Linked DNA regions of Mus musculus: regions 1, 2, 3, 5 and 6 are each linked to region 4. Evidence: chromatin contacts called from public HiChIP or PLAC-seq and promoter capture Hi-C data. All regions are on one chromosome and are shown on one strand. Each heading gives the region's core, a stretch centred on a gene start, on an enhancer-like site or on the middle of the called end of the contact. The rest is flanking DNA. Distances are from core to core; before and after follow the strand shown. Region 1 holds the start of Tmed6 (transmembrane p24 trafficking protein 6). Region 2 holds the start of Has3 (hyaluronan synthase 3). Region 3 holds the start of E2f4 (E2F transcription factor 4). Region 4 holds the start of Slc7a6os (solute carrier family 7, member 6 opposite strand). Region 5 holds the start of Zdhhc1 (zinc finger, DHHC domain containing 1). Region 6 holds the start of Cyb5b (cytochrome b5 type B).

What was found. Promoter capture Hi-C pulls out the DNA fragments that hold promoters and counts their contacts. HiChIP or PLAC-seq counts read pairs in DNA pulled down with a chosen protein or histone mark.
Region 1: a contact with region 4 is called in a promoter capture Hi-C map of liver, with 5 times the contacts expected there. The contact joins the promoter of Tmed6 here to the promoter of Slc7a6os in region 4. A contact is called at or near these places in 4 of 39 promoter capture datasets (hippocampal neurons, liver and pre-B cells), 1 of 484 Hi-C or Micro-C datasets (erythroblasts), 2 of 115 datasets of contacts at active chromatin or transcription factors (T-cell acute lymphoblastic leukemia and bone marrow-derived macrophages) and 1 of 9 other capture datasets (adipose tissue).
Region 2: a contact with region 4 is called in a promoter capture Hi-C map of liver, with 4 times the contacts expected there. The contact joins the promoter of Has3 here to the promoter of Slc7a6os in region 4. A contact is called at or near these places in 4 of 39 promoter capture datasets (hippocampal neurons, liver and stem cell-derived epiblast-like cells), 1 of 115 datasets of contacts at active chromatin or transcription factors (effector CD8 T cells) and 2 of 9 other capture datasets (adipose tissue and liver).
Region 3: a promoter capture Hi-C map of pre-B cells shows a contact between it and region 4, with 3 times the contacts expected there. The contact joins the promoter of E2f4 here to the promoter of Slc7a6os in region 4. A contact is called at or near these places in 3 of 39 promoter capture datasets (hippocampal neurons, liver and pre-B cells) and 1 of 115 datasets of contacts at active chromatin or transcription factors (bone marrow-derived macrophages).
Region 5: an H3K4me3 HiChIP or PLAC-seq map of pro-B cells shows a contact between it and region 4, with 3 times the contacts expected there. The contact joins the promoter of Zdhhc1 here to the promoter of Slc7a6os in region 4. A contact is called at or near these places in 4 of 115 datasets of contacts at active chromatin or transcription factors (effector CD8 T cells, large pre-B cells, memory CD8 T cells and 1 more).
Region 6: a promoter capture Hi-C map of liver shows a contact between it and region 4, with 2.2 times the contacts expected there. The contact joins the promoter of Cyb5b here to the promoter of Slc7a6os in region 4. A contact is called at or near these places in 2 of 39 promoter capture datasets (liver and pre-B cells).

The regions. Positions count from the first base shown.
Region 1 is chr8:107,064,249-107,067,060 of GRCm38.p6, reverse strand. Tmed6 (transmembrane p24 trafficking protein 6) reads left to right here and starts at 1,417. Exons shown (of 4, transcript NM_025458.2): 1 at 1,417-1,662. The coding sequence starts at 1,450.
Region 2 is chr8:106,869,177-106,872,234 of GRCm38.p6, reverse strand. It overlaps Has3 (hyaluronan synthase 3), which reads right to left and starts at 1,399. Exons shown (of 4, transcript NM_001331048.1): 1 at 1,284-1,399.
Region 3 is chr8:105,296,041-105,299,142 of GRCm38.p6, reverse strand. E2f4 (E2F transcription factor 4) reads right to left here and starts at 1,480. Exons shown (of 10, transcript NM_148952.1): 1 at 1,268-1,480; 2 at 753-862; 3 at 447-608; 4 at 104-147. The coding sequence starts at 1,402. Exoc3l (exocyst complex component 3-like) reads left to right here and starts at 3,030. Exons shown (of 14, transcript NM_177788.5): 1 at 3,030-3,102.
Region 4 is chr8:106,209,519-106,212,785 of GRCm38.p6, reverse strand. Slc7a6os (solute carrier family 7, member 6 opposite strand) reads left to right here and starts at 1,853. Exons shown (of 5, transcript NM_001007567.2): 1 at 1,853-2,067; 2 at 2,155-2,421. The coding sequence starts at 1,873. Prmt7 (protein arginine N-methyltransferase 7) reads right to left here and starts at 1,732. Exons shown (of 18, transcript NM_145404.1): 1 at 1,704-1,732; 2 at 215-410. The coding sequence starts at 309.
Region 5 is chr8:105,495,117-105,498,338 of GRCm38.p6, reverse strand. It overlaps Zdhhc1 (zinc finger, DHHC domain containing 1), which reads left to right and starts at 1,277. Exons shown (of 14, transcript NM_175160.5): 1 at 1,277-1,529.
Region 6 is chr8:107,149,095-107,152,273 of GRCm38.p6, reverse strand. Cyb5b (cytochrome b5 type B) reads right to left here and starts at 1,613. Exons shown (of 5, transcript NM_025558.5): 1 at 1,401-1,613. The coding sequence starts at 1,562.

The DNA.
Region 1 (2,812 bases), core at 168-2,667, 850 kb before region 4:
CCACCAACTAAACAAACAGTACCACCAACTAAACAGTACCACCAACTAAGCAAACAGTACCACCAACTGGAGACCAAGCATCAAGTACCTGAGACTGCCAGCAGCATTTATTACCCAGACCGTCATAGACTTCCTGAAATAAAAATGTTAGCCTCTTGGGCTAATGCTGACCCGGCTTGGGTCTACACTGTGAAATCCTATTTTACCTGCTACACACTCACACACAGTTACAGGAGTTAGAGTTTGTAAACCAACAACTTGAGAAACCGTCTTAGAACGTGAGGACTCCAGCTTCGCCAACTATTCCCATGGGACCAGGAATATATAATGGTTTTATAGAGGATTTTGGATAGTTTTTCCCTCTCTGTGGGTGCCAAAGAAGTCACGAGTAGAAGAAGAGATGGAAGGTCTCAGGGTTTGGAGAAACTCCAGAGCTTTCCAATCAGGCAGGAGAGAGTCAGAGGAGGGGTGGACCACCTTGTTCACCCTTAGCTTGGGTTTCTACCGCTGTGATAAACACCATGACCAAAAGCTCCTTGGGGAGGAAAGGGTTTAATTTGGCTTCGGCTTCCACATCACAGCTCATCAATGAAGGAAGCCAGGACACGAACTCAATGCAGGACGTGGACCTGCAGGAAGGAGCTGATGCAGAGGATGTGGAGCACTGCTGCTGTTTATGAGCCCTTTCTCCAGTTCTTGCTCTGTCTTCTTATAGAGACCAGGACCAGCAGCCTGTGAGTGGCCCCACCCACAGCGCAGTGGGTGGACCAGCAGCCTGTGAGTGGCCCCACCCACAGCGCAGTGGGCCCTCCCCCATCAATCACTAACCCCATCAATTCCCTACGGGCTTGCCTGGAGCCTGATTTTATGGAGGCGTTTTCTCAAATGAGGCTCCCTCATCTCAGATGAGTATAGCTTGTATCAAGTTGACATAAAAGCAGCCGGCACTACTTCTTCGTACACTAAAATGTTTATGTAGCTGGGTGTGGTGGGCAATGTCTTTGATCTCAGCACCCAGAGGCAGGCAGATTTCTGAGTTCAAGACCAGCCTGGAGAGAGGCTCAGTGGTTAAGAGCACTGGCTGCTCTTCTGGAGGTCCTGGGTGCTGGGAATTGAACCCACATGGCGCCTCACAACCCTCTATAACTGTAGTCCCATGGGGTTCGATGCCCTCTTCTGGCATGCAGGTGTACACATAGACAAAGCACCAGTATACATGAAAGAAATATTTAAAGAACAGTGTGGTTACATAGGAGACCCTGCACTGCACCAACGGAGGGGGGGGGGGGCATTGTGGTGCATGGCACCTGTATTACAGAAGATCTACAATGGCTCTGAAACTGGTCCTAAGTGTGGCGTGTGGGGTTAATGATTAGCTGGCTGCTTGGCTGACTTCCTTTCCACGGGATTGTGAGCAGCTCACCTGCAGAAGAACCCACAGAAGGCAGCATGTTCCCTTTGCTCCTCGTGGCTGAGCTGGTAGTTCTGAGCCTCGTGACTTCTGTTAAGAGCCAGGAGACAGATCCCCTACACGGCTCCAAGGACCAGCCACTCTTCCGTGGAGCTGATCGGAATGACTTTGCCATCGTGGTCTCTCCAGGAGCCATCGAATGTTTCTGGCAATTTGCTGACCAGATGGGATACCTCTACTTCAGCTACGAGGTGCGTGGAGGCCTCTGGCCATACCTTTTATAAAGTGAGCCAGGCTTTTGATGAAGCCAAGGTCTGGTTCTCTATGAGGCTGTGGCTGCCACTTGTGAATCAAGTGGACCTTCAGTTAGAGAGCAACTCTGGGTGAGACTTGGATGAACAGCCAGCAACGGGAGCTAAAGCATATGGCTTGGTCTAGAACTGGAAGCTACAGAAGTGTGTTCCAATCCAATGGACAAGAGAGGCAACCTTTAGCTTTCCTCGGATATGAGGAAAGACAACACGTGCTAAAATAGTCACATAATTGTGGGGCACACACCTTTAATCCCAGAACTCAGGAAGCAGAGGCAGGGGGATCTCTAAATTCAAGGTCAGCTTGGTCTACAGAGTGAGTTCCAGGACAGTCAGGGCTACACAGAGAAACTTGTCAATAAAGAAGAAACGAGCCTGGCAGTGGTGGCACACACCTTTAGTCCCAGCCCTTGGGAGGCAGAGGCAGGCAGATTTCTGAGTTCGAGGCCAGTCTGGTCTACAAAGTGAGTTCCAGGACAGCCAGGGCTATACAGAAAAACCCTGTCTTGAAAGAAAAAAAAAAAAAAAAGAAAAAAAAAACAGAAAAAAAGAAAAAGAAAGAAGAAACAAGAGAGAGACAGAAAAGGGTCCCATAATAGATTTTAAGTGAAATCACTTGAGTTCATGGGGTGAGATAAGGTCAGACCTCCTGCATGTGCTAATCCTAACAACCTGTAGAATAACCGGCTCAAAGCTTTGTCTATGCACCCAGACAATTCTGTTCCTCTTTGGAAGGTGCCTATCCCTTGGGCAAGTACACCCAAAGGGGCTTAGGCCACCAAGGACCTTAATATTAAAGTTAGAGGTAACTTTGGTTTTTTTGTTGGTTTTTTGTTTTTAGGTTGTGGGGGCTCTTGGGGAGACAGGATCTCATGTAGCCCAGGCACTGGCCTCAAACAAGATACAGCATCAGTCCTTGCTGGTTTGTTTTGTTTGTTTGTTTGTTTGTTCTTTCTGTAGACCAGGCTGGTCTCAAACTCAGAAATCCTCCTGCCTCTGCCTCCCAAGGGCTGGAATTATGGGATTAAAGGCGTGCGCTACCACTGCCTGGCACCTTGCTGGTTTTTGAGTGATGTAGTAAGGATCTCTC
Region 2 (3,058 bases), core at 150-2,649, 660 kb before region 4:
CACCCAGCTCAGGGAGCCCCAGGCATACGTCCCCTGCCTAGTCTCCAGCTAGAGCTGATACATAGGGGACGCTGCGGGCCCTACTGCCCGCCTCGTTCTGGGAAGGGACGGGAGGTGCTGTGGCTGGCCCAGCAACCTGCGTCCTGGCGCCCCGCCTCGGTGCAGTTCCAGAGGCTGTCCGGTCAGGTCCAAGGCAGCTAAGGAAGCTCTCGCCACGCTCCTCACCCGGCTTGAGCTTCACCCCGCTGGCTAAAGCCACACAGCCACACCCACGTGCAGGTTTCCCACGACTCTGCTGGGAAGGAACGGAAAAGCCAAGGAACAACTGCCAGCCCAGACCCTACTCATCTTCTCAGGGCCCCAGGTACCTTGGCAAAGGAGTGCCTGCAAACAAAGGCAGCATCCCTGCAGTTGCCAGCCCCCTCCATCCGGGGGCCAGACCCCCTCCCCCTCAGGAATTAAGAGGTACCCATCTCCCTACAGAAGACCCAGGAAGGTTCTGCAGCTGGATATTCTATGTACAGTCAGGCTCTGGCACGGGCTCTTGTTGAGGTCCTCTGCCCAGAGAGGACACTGTATTTCCCCAAGCCGGTTAACCAGAATGTGATCTTATATCCTGGGCCGCTTCCTCCATCCTCTCAAAAGAGATCCAAGAAAGCTCGCCCAGGCTAGCTAAGGCGCACTTAGATTCAAGGGCACGAGGGTGGGGGCGCTTTACGGGATCCATGTCCCATAGGACAATGAAAAGAAATAAAAACCTCCAGGCAAGGACGCACACCTCCCTACCCAGCAGTAGAACTTTGAGGGCTGCAAGATTAACAGCAACTCTCCCACTGACAGGTGCGCCCTGCAGCCGGGCTCACGCACGGCAGTACAGAAACTTGCACTAGCGGCTGGAGCTCCTCCAATCTCTCCTAGGCACCCTTGGACCTCTCTGAACCGGCAAGGAGGAGGAACTCATCTCACAAACCTGTGCTGTAGGGACCAGATCGCTGGAGATCTCGGTGTCCCCGCAGGTGTGAACCCCCTGCGGGCGTGAGTTGGGGGGAGGGGCACTCTAGCCTCGCTCCCCGCACAGCCTCCCTCCACCCCCAATTCATTCACAAAACAAGAGCCGCAAGGGAGGAAGGGAGGAGAGGCTGCGGGAGCCCAGGATGTCGGAAGAAAGGGAGGAGGGGGTAGGGAACATGGTGCAAGCGACTGCCGCCGGGAAGCATTGAGCGGCCGGAGCCCCAGGGTCCCCAGGTCGCGGTAAGAGGCTCCGGCCCCTTGGGTGCGCTCACCGTGCCGCCGGCTGCCGGCGTTCCGGTGCTCAGCAGGCCCGCGGCGGCTCCATGCTCCTCCTCCGGCTCCCGCCGCCGCGCACTGCCTCCACGGTGCCGCTGGGGCTCCGACTGACGACCGCCTTGCCCAGCAGAGCCGCCTTAAGTATCGCGCGCGACCCACTGGGAAAGGCGCCCTCCTCCGGCACCAGGGCAGGGAAAGTTGGCAAGAGTGGGAGGGCTCCCGGAGCCCGCGGGAGCGCCCGGTGCCCGGCCACCGGCTGGCGCTCGCCAGACTCGGGGTCTGTCGTGGACCTAGCCCCTCCGAATCGAGAGTCGCAACCTCTGCCTCTAGAAAACTAGGGACCCCCAGTGCAGCCCAAGGCTCAGCTGCTCCACGCCGACCTCCGGGCCAGCAGCCTTGGAAAGGCTGTCATTGTCCCTAGCCTAGTACCTGAAGCATCGTTAACTTTCCGGATGACCAGTGGGGACCTACAAAATCGTTCATGTCCATCCCCGCCCCCACGCCCCGCTCCCGAAACCTGGAAACCTACTCACCCTGCAAACGGGCTACCCCAGAAAATCTTCTGAACGCCAAGGGGCGGCTCGCTATGTGAGGGGACTCCCTAAAAACCTTCCCGGTGGCAACAGAGAGGGACAGAAAAGAAAAATTGTCAAATAAAAGGAGGCTGGTCAAAGAAGGTGTTAACTATTATGACAAGCTGAGCTTTGAATTCCGCAGCGGGGCGCTGATGACTTTAAGGCTGTTTGCAAAAGCTGCAGATTGGTCTAGCAGGAATCCAGGAGGTTCCGGTCTTAAAGCCCAAACGGCTCTTCCTCCCCACCTTTCTTTCCCACGTCCCGACCTCTTAGGTCCCCATCCGACATCCTCGCTGGCAGTTCCGTGGTCCCTGGAAGTTGGTGTAGACTCCTCCGGTGAGGTGAAGCCGAGAGGGAGTCCAGGGGAGAAGAGTGTTTGTTAGAGGTAGAAACTCTAGAACCAGCTGGAGATCTCGAGGTTTTACATCTCAGAAAAACCTGAAGAGAAATTGTAATTAAAGACTAGTTTTAAAAATGAATTTATGGGTCCTCCAACCGTCAGAGATAACTTCGCAGGCGGAAACAATTTAATAGGCATGTGAGCTGCTCCAGTCAGGAAGCCATCCCTCTCAGACATGCCCATAGGTCACTTAGCCACAGAATCCACAACACAGCCACCCTGGGCCCCTGCTCCGCCCACTCCCACCCTGACAGACAAAATCAAAACCTTTCACCCTGCTTCATTCAGGAGAAACACCACTGCATGGGCTAAAGGGCTGGGCAGTGAGTGAGTTTGTTTTGTTGAGACAGAGTCTGTAGCCCGGGATAGGCCTTTGAACTTCCCATATAGCCAAGGATAGATAAACCTGAACTTCTTATCCTCTTTAACTCCGAAGAGAAGGATGAGGGCCACCACACCCAGTTTATTCACTGATGGGGACTGAATCCTGAGCTCTGTGCATGCTTTGTCAAAGTTCTAGCCCCAGCTCCAAAGAGTGTGCTCTTAAAGGCTGTTGAGATGGCTCTTTGAGTGATGACACTTTGGACCAAACCTGAGTTCCAGTCTCTGGGACATGTTGGAAGGAGAAGGCCAACTAGCTCAAGTCCTCTTCTGACCTCTACACAATGATATACACATCCACGATAAATAGATAAGATATAGAAATAACGGCTGGTATTGACCCATGTTGTCATGTGTGCTGAGCTACCAATGGTCAGAGGGGCCCTGCTATAGCCTGCAATAGATACTCAGAGAA
Region 3 (3,102 bases), core at 231-2,730, 910 kb after region 4:
TAGGCATCACGAACCTTCGAGAGCTGGAACTTCTTTTTGGACCATGGGTCCATGACTTAGCTCAGCCCCACCCCCCACCTCCCTCTACCCAGGCTCCGCTCACCAGCAAAGCATCTGCAGATGTCTTCATGAGTCACGTAGGCCAAGGTGTGGGGGTTAAGGAGAACAGCTGAGGCTTTTTTTTGTGCCAGATGGCAGACCACAGAAGAGACCCAATGTTTCAGCCTATGCCTTCCACACAGCCCTCAGAGGAAATTTCTGGAACCTGGGGTCCAGGTGGGTAAGGATCATGGGCTAAGGCTGGAAGAGACTGGAGCCTCCCGTCTGAATCTGACCAGGGGTTGCTGGAGCATTCTTTTAAGAGGTACAGGACCCAGAGCGCCACAGAGCAAAACCAGCTGAGCGCCCCTTGCCCACTCCCCGAGGCAGGGACTGGCAGAGGATATCAGCTGTTCTGGACGTCCTCAGTGACATTCCGGATGCTCTGCTGCACCCACACCTTGTGCTGGTCCAGTTCTTGCTCTCGTTGCTGCAGCTCCTCGATCTCTGCCTTGAGCTCAATCAGCTTGTCAGCGATCTCCCGGGTATTGCAACCTGGCCCGACGCCCCTGAACCATGGGATTGAGAGACTGAGCGTGGGATCCCTAAGATCTCTGGGTGCCAGACCCCAACTCTCTCCTATAAACATCACCATCCCCTCCCAACCCCAACACCCCTGACACTTCTGCCCTCCCCAAACAGCCCACACTCACTTCCACTGGATGCTGTTCTTGGATTTCTTCTCGATCAGACCGATGCCTTCCAGCACGTTGGTGATGTCGTAGATCCGCCGTTTCTGGCGCACAGCAAGAGTGTCGGCTGCCTGGCAGGTAGAACAGAATGGAGAATGGAGCCCCACTCTTAAAAAGTGTGCACCCTGAGATGTTTAGTCTGGAATGGGAGGTAGTCTTATGTCCCAACCCTGGCGTTCCTTCCAATCACTCCGCGAGTGTGTCGGGAAGAGTCTTGGCTTAGCTGTGTTCTGATGCTCGGCTCCCTGTCCTAGTCGCCAAGGGCCACGAGGGCCTGCACCTGCAGCCGGGACCCAGACAGAGCTGAGGCTTAATGGCTTCGGTGAATGGAAACAACCTCCCGCCTCTCTCATCAGGGTGAGAAAGCACACGGATGGCGGCCGGAGGACTCAGTGGGGCCGCCCCGCTGGCTTCCCGCTCCCGGTCCAGGCCTGGTGCCCCCATCTCCCCAGTCGCCCCCTCGGCCCGGAGCGCACCAGCTTGAGGTCAAGCACGCCGTCCTTGGCTTCCTGCAAGAGCGACACGAACTTGGTGGTGAGAAGTCCCAGACTCTTCTCGTGCCGGCTTGGAGTCCCCGGGGGCGGCGGCGCCTGTGGCCCGGCCTCCGCCATCGCGCCCGCCCGCCGCCTCCCCTCAGCCAGGCCAGGCGAGGCCGGCGGCGGCGCCACTTCCGCTTCCGTTCCTAGTCGCCGGGCCACCGGAGCTATCAAGGCTGCTTCCGCTTCCGTCTCGCGCCTTCCCAGGGTATCTGGTGCAACTCCCGTCTGCTGATCCGGACGCAAAACTCCGGGGGACCGTCGGCAAATGTATCATTAGCAAAGGAAACCAAAACAACTCCTTAGGGCAGCTAGGAAACCTGAAAAAATTGTATGGTAGGAAATGGAAGAAGTTAGTGAGCAGTACCGGCAGTTGAGAAGCGAGAACCACCCGACTCTTCCTTGCTAAGCTGCTTCTAGACTACTAACTGCCTGAACATTCCATCCAGGGAAGGGAAGCCATAAGCCACAAGCTTAGCCTATTTGCTTAAAACTTATTCTAAAGGCTTCCCTGATGTTCAGAGATAATTCCTGCTGTTCCTGTTACTTCCTGCCAAAACAGCAAGCACTAACAATAAATAGCTTGCATACTTCTATCTCTTATTTCGTTCCAGCATCATTTTTCGCTGGCCTCCATGCTACATACAGTTCACAGTGGCCAGGAGTCTTATTTCCAACCACTACTTAGTCCATGCAAAGGTGTTTGCCTGCGTGTGAATATAAGCAAAGCCTTTAAGGCATTTTCTGACACATGGGAAGAACTGTGTGTTTGCAAGTCTCATTTATTTTTGCAGTTTTTAAAGGTTTATATTATTATTATCATCATCATCATTATTATTATTGTGTGTGTATGTGTTTATGTTTGTCCACATGTGTGCAGGTGCTCAAGGAGGTTTAGAAGAGGGTGTCAGATCTCTGGGAGCTAGAGTTAACAGGCAGTTATTATTAGCTGCCGTGTAGGTGCTGGGAACTGAAGCCCTGTCCTCTGCAAGAGGAGCAAGTGCTCTGAGCCTCTGAGCCATCTTACCAGCTTGCAAGTCTTATTTATTTTTAACAGTGTTATCACTTATGGTTATGTCTTTATGACGGTCAGTCCCTCTAGGACACAAATTGCCTTCCCCAAATTGATTGATGATTCACACTTGTGAGAAAGCAGACTTCGGAAGCTCTAGTTATAATGGAGCCTGAAGTTGGGGTAGTCTTCCTGAGGTCTTAGCTGTCAACCCTTCTGACAGTAGGAAGTGAGGGTCTATTATGATGGGTGGATTTGGGTGGTGCTCCATTATATCTAGTGTCCTCCCTAGCTCCCCATCACTTACAGGAACAATGTAGCTTTTTGGATCCCTAACTGCCATCTCTCACTATTCTTTTGCCTCACCACATGTGATCTTTCCCCTACCAAGGCATATACCATCTGTGGTTCTCAGACTCGACTGCGGTTTGCTGAGGCTCTACCACATAGGGGGTCATCCTTCAAACCAGCTTGAGGCCAAATCAGCTTTAAATATGCATATGTGTTTCCGGAGTATTTAGAAGTCTAAGGTGGGCTGATCAAGACTTGGTGCTCACCGGGGGAGTCCACAGCTGCCCCCACCCAACAGGAAATGGCGCCCAGCGCTCCCCACCTCAATGCAGATGCTTTTCCTGTTGGGAATAAAGTGCCAGAGACTCAACTTCCTTCCTTTCTGCTTTGAAGGAGGGGCCTTGGGGGAGAAGTAGGGGTTTCTGGGCCGTGAAGTGGGAGAGAGGCTTCCTTGGGGAGAGGAATTTGGCTG
Region 4 (3,267 bases), core at 604-3,103:
CCTCTCTCACCTCCACTGCTTGCTTCTACGTTAGGACAGAGGACTCCCTGTCCTCTCTCCAACCCACTTCCCACACTGCTCTCAGCAGGTGCTCTCTTCTCCTAACAGAGACCTCAACTGCTCAGAAAAACAATCTCCACAATCTTCTTCAAACCTAAATTGACATGGAGGAGCCCTGCACCCCTGCAGCCAGCTGAGCAGCAGCCCTGGGTACCTGGCAATCTCCTGGTGGTAATCATAGTGTTCATCCTCCTCCAGCCACTCCAGGGATCCCGTGGTAGGATTGGCACGGCCACAGAAGACCTTCATGGTGCCAACTGGCTCCTCAGTGTTTGCACAGAAACGTGAGGCTTGTTAATTTACTTCTTAGGAAGATATCTTGATATCAGAAACCTAATCAATTATAATGCCTAGGATGGAGAGAAAGGACAAGAAAACAAAGAGAAAAAAAAAATAAAGAAACAGACAAAAATGTCAAAGTTACTTACAATTCTTTATTAATGATAACATCGACCTTCAATCTCAGGTCTGGAAGGCAGAGACAGGCAGATCTCTGTGTAAGTTCAAAGTCAACATGGTCTTCATAGTAAGTTCTAGGCCAGCAAGAACTACATAGTGACAGCCCATCTCAAAAGAAAATTAACCAGTATTTTGATATTTCTGACAAGAGTAATTTTCATTTTTTATATAGGATATACCATCAAAAACTATAATAAAAGCCAGTTGTGGTAGCTCATGTCTAAAATCTCAGCACGTAGGAAACTGAGGCAGAAGGATCTAAAGTTTGATGCCATCCTGGGCAATGCTGTGAGACCTTGTCATAAAACAAGAACAAAACAGAACAACGTGTCGTTGCATGTCTTTGATTCTAGCACTAGAAAAGCAGAGGCAGGACCATCTCTATGAGTTCCATGCCTGTCAGGGCTGCACAATGAGATTCCTGTCTGAAGAAAAATTTGGGGGTGAGGGGGGGCCTACAGTAAATATATAGGGCTGTTTGGAAGTTTCGCCACTTTTCAGAAATTCCTACATAATTAAAAAGGCCCCACAAGTCCATCGGGGTCCAGCCTTCAAGTGAAGGCAAGTGAGAAGGCAGGGTAAGCCGAGCAATGAGCTAACATTATACAGTAAAAGCGCAGAAGTGGTTATTCCGCAACAGATTAAGGACACTTGCTTATCTGTGATGTCGCTAGGGTTTCACTAAGAACACACTTAAAAATGCACTGAGGGCCACTCCAGTGTTTTAATCAAAAGCATGTCCACCTCGGGCACACAAACGTCTGGCGCTTCTCCGGGTGAGTGTCGTGAACTGAATGGTTCCCAAACTGCTCAGAATACGAACTGAGAAAGCCATCCCGAAGCAAAACCGCCCGAACGGTCCCGGGACCGAACCGTTCCCGGCTGGGTTAGGGGCGCTGCATACAACTGAGGTCCCGCCCGGTGTGAGTGACTGGGGCGAGGCTTCTGACACAAGTCCTGCGCCCGGCGACAGTCTGAGAAAGGACAGTCACCCACGCGGACCGCTGCGGCAGACCTGCTCAGGGTGCTTGAACCACTCCACGTGGACTCTGGAGCAGCCCGGAAGATAAGTACACCGGAAACCCAAATATCCCCAACGCCAGAGCCCTAAAAATGAGGCCGGAAGACCGACTGCACCCAGGCCCAGCCACGGCCCAACCTCCCCAGCAAGCCCAACAGCTCACCCGCTGTGGGAAGCGATCCACTCGCCGCCACTCCCGCGGCCATTTTGCCTCTCCCACTGTGGGTGGGGCGTCGAGGCGTAGCGTGACGTTCCGTGAGGCCCCGCCCGCTGAACTGGATGGACATCCCGTCGCGCCCCGCGCCTTCCCACAGTACTCCGCGATCGCCGCTATGGAGGCCGGCAGGACTGCGGTGTTGCGCGTGAAGCGGAAGCGCAACGCGGAGCCCGCCGAGGCGCTCGTGCTGGCCTGTAAACGCCCCCGGAGCAGCGAGGTCGAGTCGGCGGCTCGGGAGACGCCAGAGGGCCAGGAGGCGGCGGCGGCGGAGAGAAATGTCTTCCAGTTGGTTGCCACCGTGCGATCCCAGGTATGAGAAGGGTGAATGGACTCTTTGTGGGAGCGATCTTTGAACGCTGCCCGTGTCGCAGTCATCTCTTTTCCCGACGCCCCTCAGGAGGAGCCAATCCAGCAGCTTGTGCGGGCTGCCTTGCGCCCGTCCCGGAGCAGCCAGCTGCGTATCCGCCGCGATCTTCGTGCCTCGGTGCGCGAGGTCCGTAAAGAGGGCCGCTACAGGGTGGTCTCCAGCCACCGATCCTCGGGAACCTCGAACAGTTTGGAGCCTCAGTGTGGGTCAGAAGCTGTCGGGGATGCGGGCTTCCAGTTGTTGGACCTGGTCCACGAGGAGGAAAACCCAGAGGCTGCTGCCACCGACTGCCGCAAAGTGAGTACTGTATATGTCTGCTCTGCTCCCAAAGGCAGTAATGAAGAGCATACACACTGTAAGCTTAAGAATGGATGATCCATCTCTAAGAGTTGACCTCATTTTACCTGATTTCTGTTGTTGTTTTTGTTCTGTTGAGATAGTTTTGCTGTGTAGCTCTGGTTGACATAGTACGGGCTATGGAGCCCAAGCAGACCTCTGACACACAGCAGTTCTGCCTCCGTCGCTCCAGTGCTGGGATTATAAGTAAGCATGTGCAACCCACGCCCCTTAGGATTGGTTTTCTTTCTTTCTCTTTTGCTTGTGTCGTAATACACACCTTCCCTCCCAGCATTTGGGAGGCAGTACCATGTGGATCTCTGAGTTCCAGCCCAAAAAGGACTACATAGTGAGACCTTGTCTCCAAAAAAAAAAAAAACAAAAAGCAAAAAACAAAAACTTTGTGTGTGATTGATCAGGCCTTTAATACTCAAGAGGCATGGATCAATAGATCTCTTCTTTCAAGGCCAGGCAGAGCTACACAGTGAGAACGTGTATCAAAATAAATAAACAGAATTGATGTAGGCCTTTTGAAAGTGGATTTGGCTATTTAAAAGATATACAGTATTTAGAGATGATGTTAAACTGTCATTGCTACGAAAAATGAGGTAAATATGGAAGGAGTTTTAGCTCACAATTTTGGAGGTTTTGGTGCAGTGTATGGTCAGACTACTAACAATTTGCCTCCAACCTCCCTGAAGACGGGGCTCTAGCATTTATATATACCCTCTGAGAAGTTCCCAGAATTCCAAATGTCACAGAAACTATCTACAGCTGACAAAAACCACTTCTGCTAGGGCATGAGGC
Region 5 (3,222 bases), core at 28-2,527, 710 kb after region 4:
ATAATAAATAAATAAATCTTTAAAAAAAAAATGTGCATTGGTGTTTTGCCTGCATGTGTGTCTGTGTGAGAGTGTCAGATCTTGGAGTTACAGACAGTTGTGAGCTGTCATACATGTGCTAGGGTTTGAACCTGGGTCCTTTGGAAGAGTGCTTAGTGCTCTTAACTGCTGAGCCATCTCTCTGACTCCCCCTGACCCACAAATAAATCTTTTTCTAAAGGTTTGTTTATTTATTTTATATATATGAGTGATATATATATATCACTAGGAGAGGGAATCACATCCCATTATAAATGGTTATGAACACCCCACCCCACCCCCTATGCAGTTGCTGGGAATTGAACTCAGGACCTCTGGAGGAACAGCCATTACTCTTAACCTATGATCCATCTCTTCAGCTCCCCTCAAATAAATCTTTTCTTAAAAAAAGCATGTGGTGGCACATGCTTCAATTCTAACACTCTGGAGCCTGAGGCAGGCAGATCTGTGAGTTTGAGGCCAGCCTGGTTTACATAGTGAGTTTCAGGTCAGCCAGGGCTACTACTCTGTCTCAATCCCCATCACACCCCTAAACAAAAACAATAAAACCCCCCAAAACAAAAAACAAAACATTTGAAGAAAAAAATTAGACATTTTGTGTTATCAATACTAAATTCTTATACTTCACACCTTACATTGTAGTTGCTCACATTTTCAGTTGGGTAAGGCATTTGTTTAGGTCTGTCTCCTTCAACCTGTTATTTCCTTCAAGGGCAGGAATCCCTGAGTGCTCCTCATGATGTGCCTGGCACTTAACACATACTTTGAGAGTGCAGCAGCCATATCTTTACTAGAATTCCAGCAAATTTGGGAGGCAAAGGTGGGAGAATCGCAAATTTGAGGCCAGCATGTGACCCTGTTTCTAATACACACATGCACACGTGCGCGCACATGTACACACACTCACACACAATTTAAAATAAAAGAAAATGAGCAAAAACCCTAGATTAGTTGGGGTCTTCCCAAGAGTGATTTAGAGGAGAAACTAGATACATGACACGTTTTGAGGAGAGTAGGATTCTTGGAAGACAAATTGTAGATGGGAGGTGGAAGAGAGTGTATTTTCCCTGTGAAAGGTTATGGGGGAAAATGAGAGTGGGCATGCTTTAGAGTCAGGGGGCACTTGGCAAACTCCGCCCAGAGCCACGATGCTCCTGCGAAGTGACGCAGCGCGGTTTGGCCGCTGTGGGGCGCCGTAGTTCGCGCTGTTGCCAGGGGAACGGGCCCCGCGCCGGGCAAGGCCCAGCCTGCCTTGGCCTGGCACGGCTGCACTGCCAGCGGGTCCTTGCTAAGGCGGAAGGACTCTGAGGCCCAACCTCCGTCCGGGATGGAGCCGCGCTCCGGGACGCGTCTCCTCCGTGTCCGGGGGACCGACTTTGCCCGGACGGTCTGAAGTGCGGCCGCCCTGGGGAGGGTGGACGGGCAGGGCGGGGCCGAGCCGCTGGCTGACCTTGGCAGGCCGCATCTGGCGCGGCTGCCACCACGCGCAGGTGAGGAGCGGCTGCAGCGTTTCTCACCTCCGAGCTTGGCCTGAGCCACCGGCCCGCGCTGCGCCGGTGCCTGGCGGGACTCTGGGCCTGTCTCGGCCTGCTGCTGGGTTTCGCCGACCCAGTGGAGCGCGGGACTTCCTTTTATCATTAATCAGGGCCATAGATCCGCACTGAGCGCCCACCGATCGCCAGGCAATGTGCCATGCGTCGGGCCTCCGAGCCTTCAGCCTTCGCAACCCACAGAGAATTAAGTGATGGGTTGGGGAAACAGGCGCCAGACACGTGACTAGAGTAATTTCAGGTCTCATTAAGGGTTCGGGTGGGCCCTAAAGGTGATGCTTAAACACGGAGGCTGGGAAGGAGCCGGAATTGCGACTAGGGGAAGGGTGTTTCTGAAAGAGGGAAAAGCGAACAAAAAAGTCCAGGTAGCAGAGCATTAGTATAGTATGGGACGGAAATGCTAGGGTAGTTCCTAAAGTGAGGGTTTTCAACTTTTATCCCAGAACGTGAAGGGAGTCCCTGAAGCGTTTAATGAGTTTCAAATTTTCAAAAGGGCTTTATCCTCTCTGTCTGCTGAGCAGAAATCATTTGAAGATTACCATAGTGCAGCGAGTGTAGCCGAGCCTCCTGGAACCCACAAATCTCTCCCGGTCCTCATCTGTGCATACGGAGTGTTGTTGTCATGTTCTCGTGTCACGTGTCATGAGACAAAGTAACAGGGGATCGTGGAGGTGGGGTGGATGGGGGAGGCCACATATGAGACCAAGGACTAGAGATCTGTGGGAACAGTTTGAAATCATAGGGCTACCTCAGAGTATTGAATTAAGTGAATTTCTGTGTAAGCGCTTCAAGCAGCGCCTGGCGTAGAATAAGTGCCTTCTAAGTGGCAGCAACGGCTGTTATTATGGAAACAGCATAAGGGCTCAGTGATCTTAGGGTAGCAGAGCTGGTAAGAAGTGGGTGGCTTCACTTCCTTTACCAAGGGCGAGCTAGGTTAGATGAGGGTGGTCACTCCTTTTGTGGAGCTGATGTTTTGGTTGTGGGAGACCAGCTGTATACAGATAATCACCAGGAGATGTAATAAAAGCAGCTGTGGTGTTTAATTAGCCTAGATTTTTCTCCCCCTATTGTTTTTCTTACTTTGTTCTGTCACCCTTTGTTCTTAATGACTTTTCTTGGTGGGTGTTCCCCGAGGCTGGCTCCTACAATCACCAGTTGATTTCCTGGTTAGAAGTCAGCAACCCTTGCCTCCTTCCCTTGATTTGGTTTCTGGTCCCTGCTGCCCTCTGTTACTCTTCCTGGACTTGTATCCCAGTGTTTGTGGTGGCTGCTGCGGAGGAGAACAATATGGAAATGTTTGCGCAGCATGTCAACTCAGGAACCATTTCAAGTTTCTCTTGCCATAGCAACTGACTTCAGCATATTGTTTATGAGAGAGAGAGAGTAAAGGCCCAGCCGCATTATCTGAGACCAAAGACCAGAGAGGCCTTTGAGAACAGCTTTAAGCTCTAGCTTATTTTCTGGAAGTGATGTGATATGTATCCCTCAGTTGAACCGTAGCTACTTAGACTGTTTAAGAACACAGATTTTCCTGGCACCTGTGGGGAGTTTTAATAAACACTGTACTTGCCCTAGAAGTCTTTTATAAGTGACTCTCTGCACTTAAACCAATGTGCTCTGCAAAGCGTTTTCT
Region 6 (3,179 bases), core at 364-2,863, 940 kb before region 4:
AGAACTGGAGAAATGGCTCAGTGGTTAAGAACACTGACTGTTCTTCCAAAGGTTCTGAGTTCAAATCCCAGCAACCACATGGTAGCTCACATCAGATGCTCTCTTCTGGTGCGTCTGAAAACAGCTACAGTGTACTTACACATAATAAATAAATGCATAAATCTTTAAAAAAAAAAAAAGAATCTTTAGGCTGGGCAGTGGTGGCGCCTTTAATCCCAGCACTTGGGAGGCAGAGGCAGGCAAATTTCTGAGTTTGAGGCCAGCCTGGTCTACAGAGTGAGTTCCAGGACAGCCAGGGCTACACAGAGAAACCCTGTCTTGGAAAAAAAAAAAAAAAAAGATTGACAGTCAGCAAAGGAACAAGAGAGTAACATCTTAGTGGGGTGAAATGTTCTTTTTCCTTACTGTAGTGACTACATGGTCAAATACACTTGTCAAACCCCAGCTAGAGGTGTAATATAGTTGACAGTGTTTGCCTAATAAGCATGAGCGATCTGATCCCTAGAAAGGCATATACAGGAAGATTAGAAGTTCAAGGTCTACAGAGACTATGTAATAAGCTGAAAAACGCCCTGTCACAAAGAGGAAAATTATCTGTGGCCCAACAGTCTCAAAGAGATCTTGAGTAATAAGATTTGATTTGAAGCACTAACAAAAGGGTTGAAAGCCAGGTGTTGGTGGCCCACACATTTAACCCCAGCGTTCAGAAGGCAGAGGCAGAAGGATCCCTGAGTTCGAAGCCAGCCTGCTCTACATAAAAGTTCCACGGACACACACACACACACACACACACCCCACACACTCTACTGCCTAACCAGGAACAGGGGTGGGAGGAATCTCAGCTCACTGGATAAGAGCACATGTGCACATGTTCTGTTTTCTCGGAAGATCCAGTACCCAACACCCACATCAGGAGGCTCACAACCTCCTCTTATCCAGCTCCTGGGGTTCTGACCTCTGGCACCAAACGCAGATGCAGATGCCCCCACCCCCACCCCCACCCCCCCCACATACAAAATTTAATTGTTTTTACTTTTTAAAAAAACTGCCTTCTCCTCTAGAAAATAAAAGCCCCCCAAAGCACTGCTTTCTAAGGCATACTTCCTGGAAAGGAGCAGTTCTGAACTGGGCTCGATTAGGTCGTTAAGTGTGTGCCCTTGAGAGCTCCCGGCCTCCGTGAGCCTCAGTTTCTCTTTATGGGAAACGGGTTGATGGCCTGGCGTGTGATCTAGCATCCTGCAAGTGCTCCATGCATTGAGAAACGCACGTTGTCAGTCGAGGCTGAGACTGCAGCCCCTCCGAGGGTCACGGTTCCTTCCGGGCGCCGGACAGCCACGCGTGGCCTCTCCCCACCCCCACCCCGGCAGCGCGCGGAGGCCTCCCGCCTCCCCGGCCCGCACCTCGCTGAGGAAGCGGGTGATATCGTAGACTCGCCCGTGGATCACCATCCACGTCTCTTCCGCCGAGTTTCGCTTCGCCACCTCCTCCAGCCGGTAGTAGGTGACGGAGGGCTCGGAGCCCTCGACCTTCTCGCCACTGCCGCTGGCCTCCGGGGTCGCCATGGGATCCGAAGCCCTCTCCGCCGCTATCTGGGCTTCCACCGCTAACTTCCTTGACTTGCCGGCCCGCGCTGGGTCCTCCTCGGCTTCCGTAACCGGGTAAACCTGGTCCGACGTCCGACTGGCCAATCGGCGTCGACCAGCCCCTCCAACCTTGCCAATCAGATATCGTGATTTTGGACCAGCGCCTAAACGTGGCCGGGTGACAAGTGTCACCACAGGAGAGCATTCTCTCTGCTCGGCCCATGGGCAGGCCCGGCCCTAAAAGAAAAGAGCCGGTTTCCAGCGTCTCTTTTCCCTTCCTGCCACCCTGGGTCCCCGAATGAACGGACCCGCATTTTCCCTTGATCTTCCCATCCAGAATTGCAGCCCCCGGGGTTACAAGCTTTGCTGTCCCCCAGACTGGTTCCCTTTAGGCTCCAAAAGGCTCAACAATTAAAATGGGTGTGGTGACCTCTACCTTCCTTGCCCAGAGGTTTGGGATGTGTGTTAAAGAGAGTGTGCTAAGAGAGGCGTGAGCCCAGCAATCCACTGTGTAAATCACAAGTGGCGTTGGACTCCATGGCTCTTAGGTACAAGGCCTTAGGACAGCAGTTGGGGCAAGGGTAGATGTCCTAAGTTTCTTCCACTACTGACAAAACAATCTCTAACTGAATTCTTCAGTGATCAGGGCTCATCTACACTGTTTTAGTTTCTAAATGGCCTAAAATAGGATTTACTTCAAATGACCCTTGCTAAAAGTCTAGGTAATTTGGAATTCTAAGTTAATGTGCAAGGTTGCGAGCCTTTCTCTTTAATTGCGGTGAAAACTAAGAGGCTGATCATCCTAAAATGTTTCACGGTGTTACTTCACAACCTAGCACTCATGACTCTGTAAACTATTTGCAACCTCTTTCACTAATATTTTATTGTTTGTTTGTTTGTTTAGAAATGTATCAGTATGTAAGCCTGGTTGTCCTGGAACTCAGAGGCCTCTGCCTCCCATGTGCTGGCTTAAAAGGACACCACCATGTCTACTTTCCATAACCTAAGTTCCTAATTACACAAACTATGTACTGTAGTTTGCTCTGATGGCTCTCATAAATACTGACCAAAACCAGCTGGAGAAGTAGAAGGTTTATTATGCTTGCAGGTTATAAGCCATTGTCTTAGTCAGGGTTTCTATTCTATGCACAAACATCATGACCATGAAGCAAGTTGGGGAGGAAAGGGTTTATTCAGCTTACACTTCCACATTGCTGTTCATCACCAAGGAAGTCAGGACTGGAACTCAAGCAGGTTAGGAAGCAGGAGCTGATGCAGAGGCCATGGAGGGATGTTCTTTATAGGCTTGCTTCCCCTGGCTTGCTCAGCCTGCACTTTTATAGAACCACAACTACCAGCCCAGGGATGGCACCACCCACAATGGGCCCTCTCCACTTGATCACTAATTGAGAAAATGCCTTACAGCCGGATCTCATGGAGGCATTTCCCCAACTGAAGCTCCTTTCTCTGTGATAACTCCAGCCTGCATCAAATTGACACACAAAACCAGCCAGCACAGGGGAAAGGCACCACAGTAGAGACTCAGAGCACTTGCTGAGCAAAAGTGACGACTTAACCATTCCCTCCCTCGGCAGT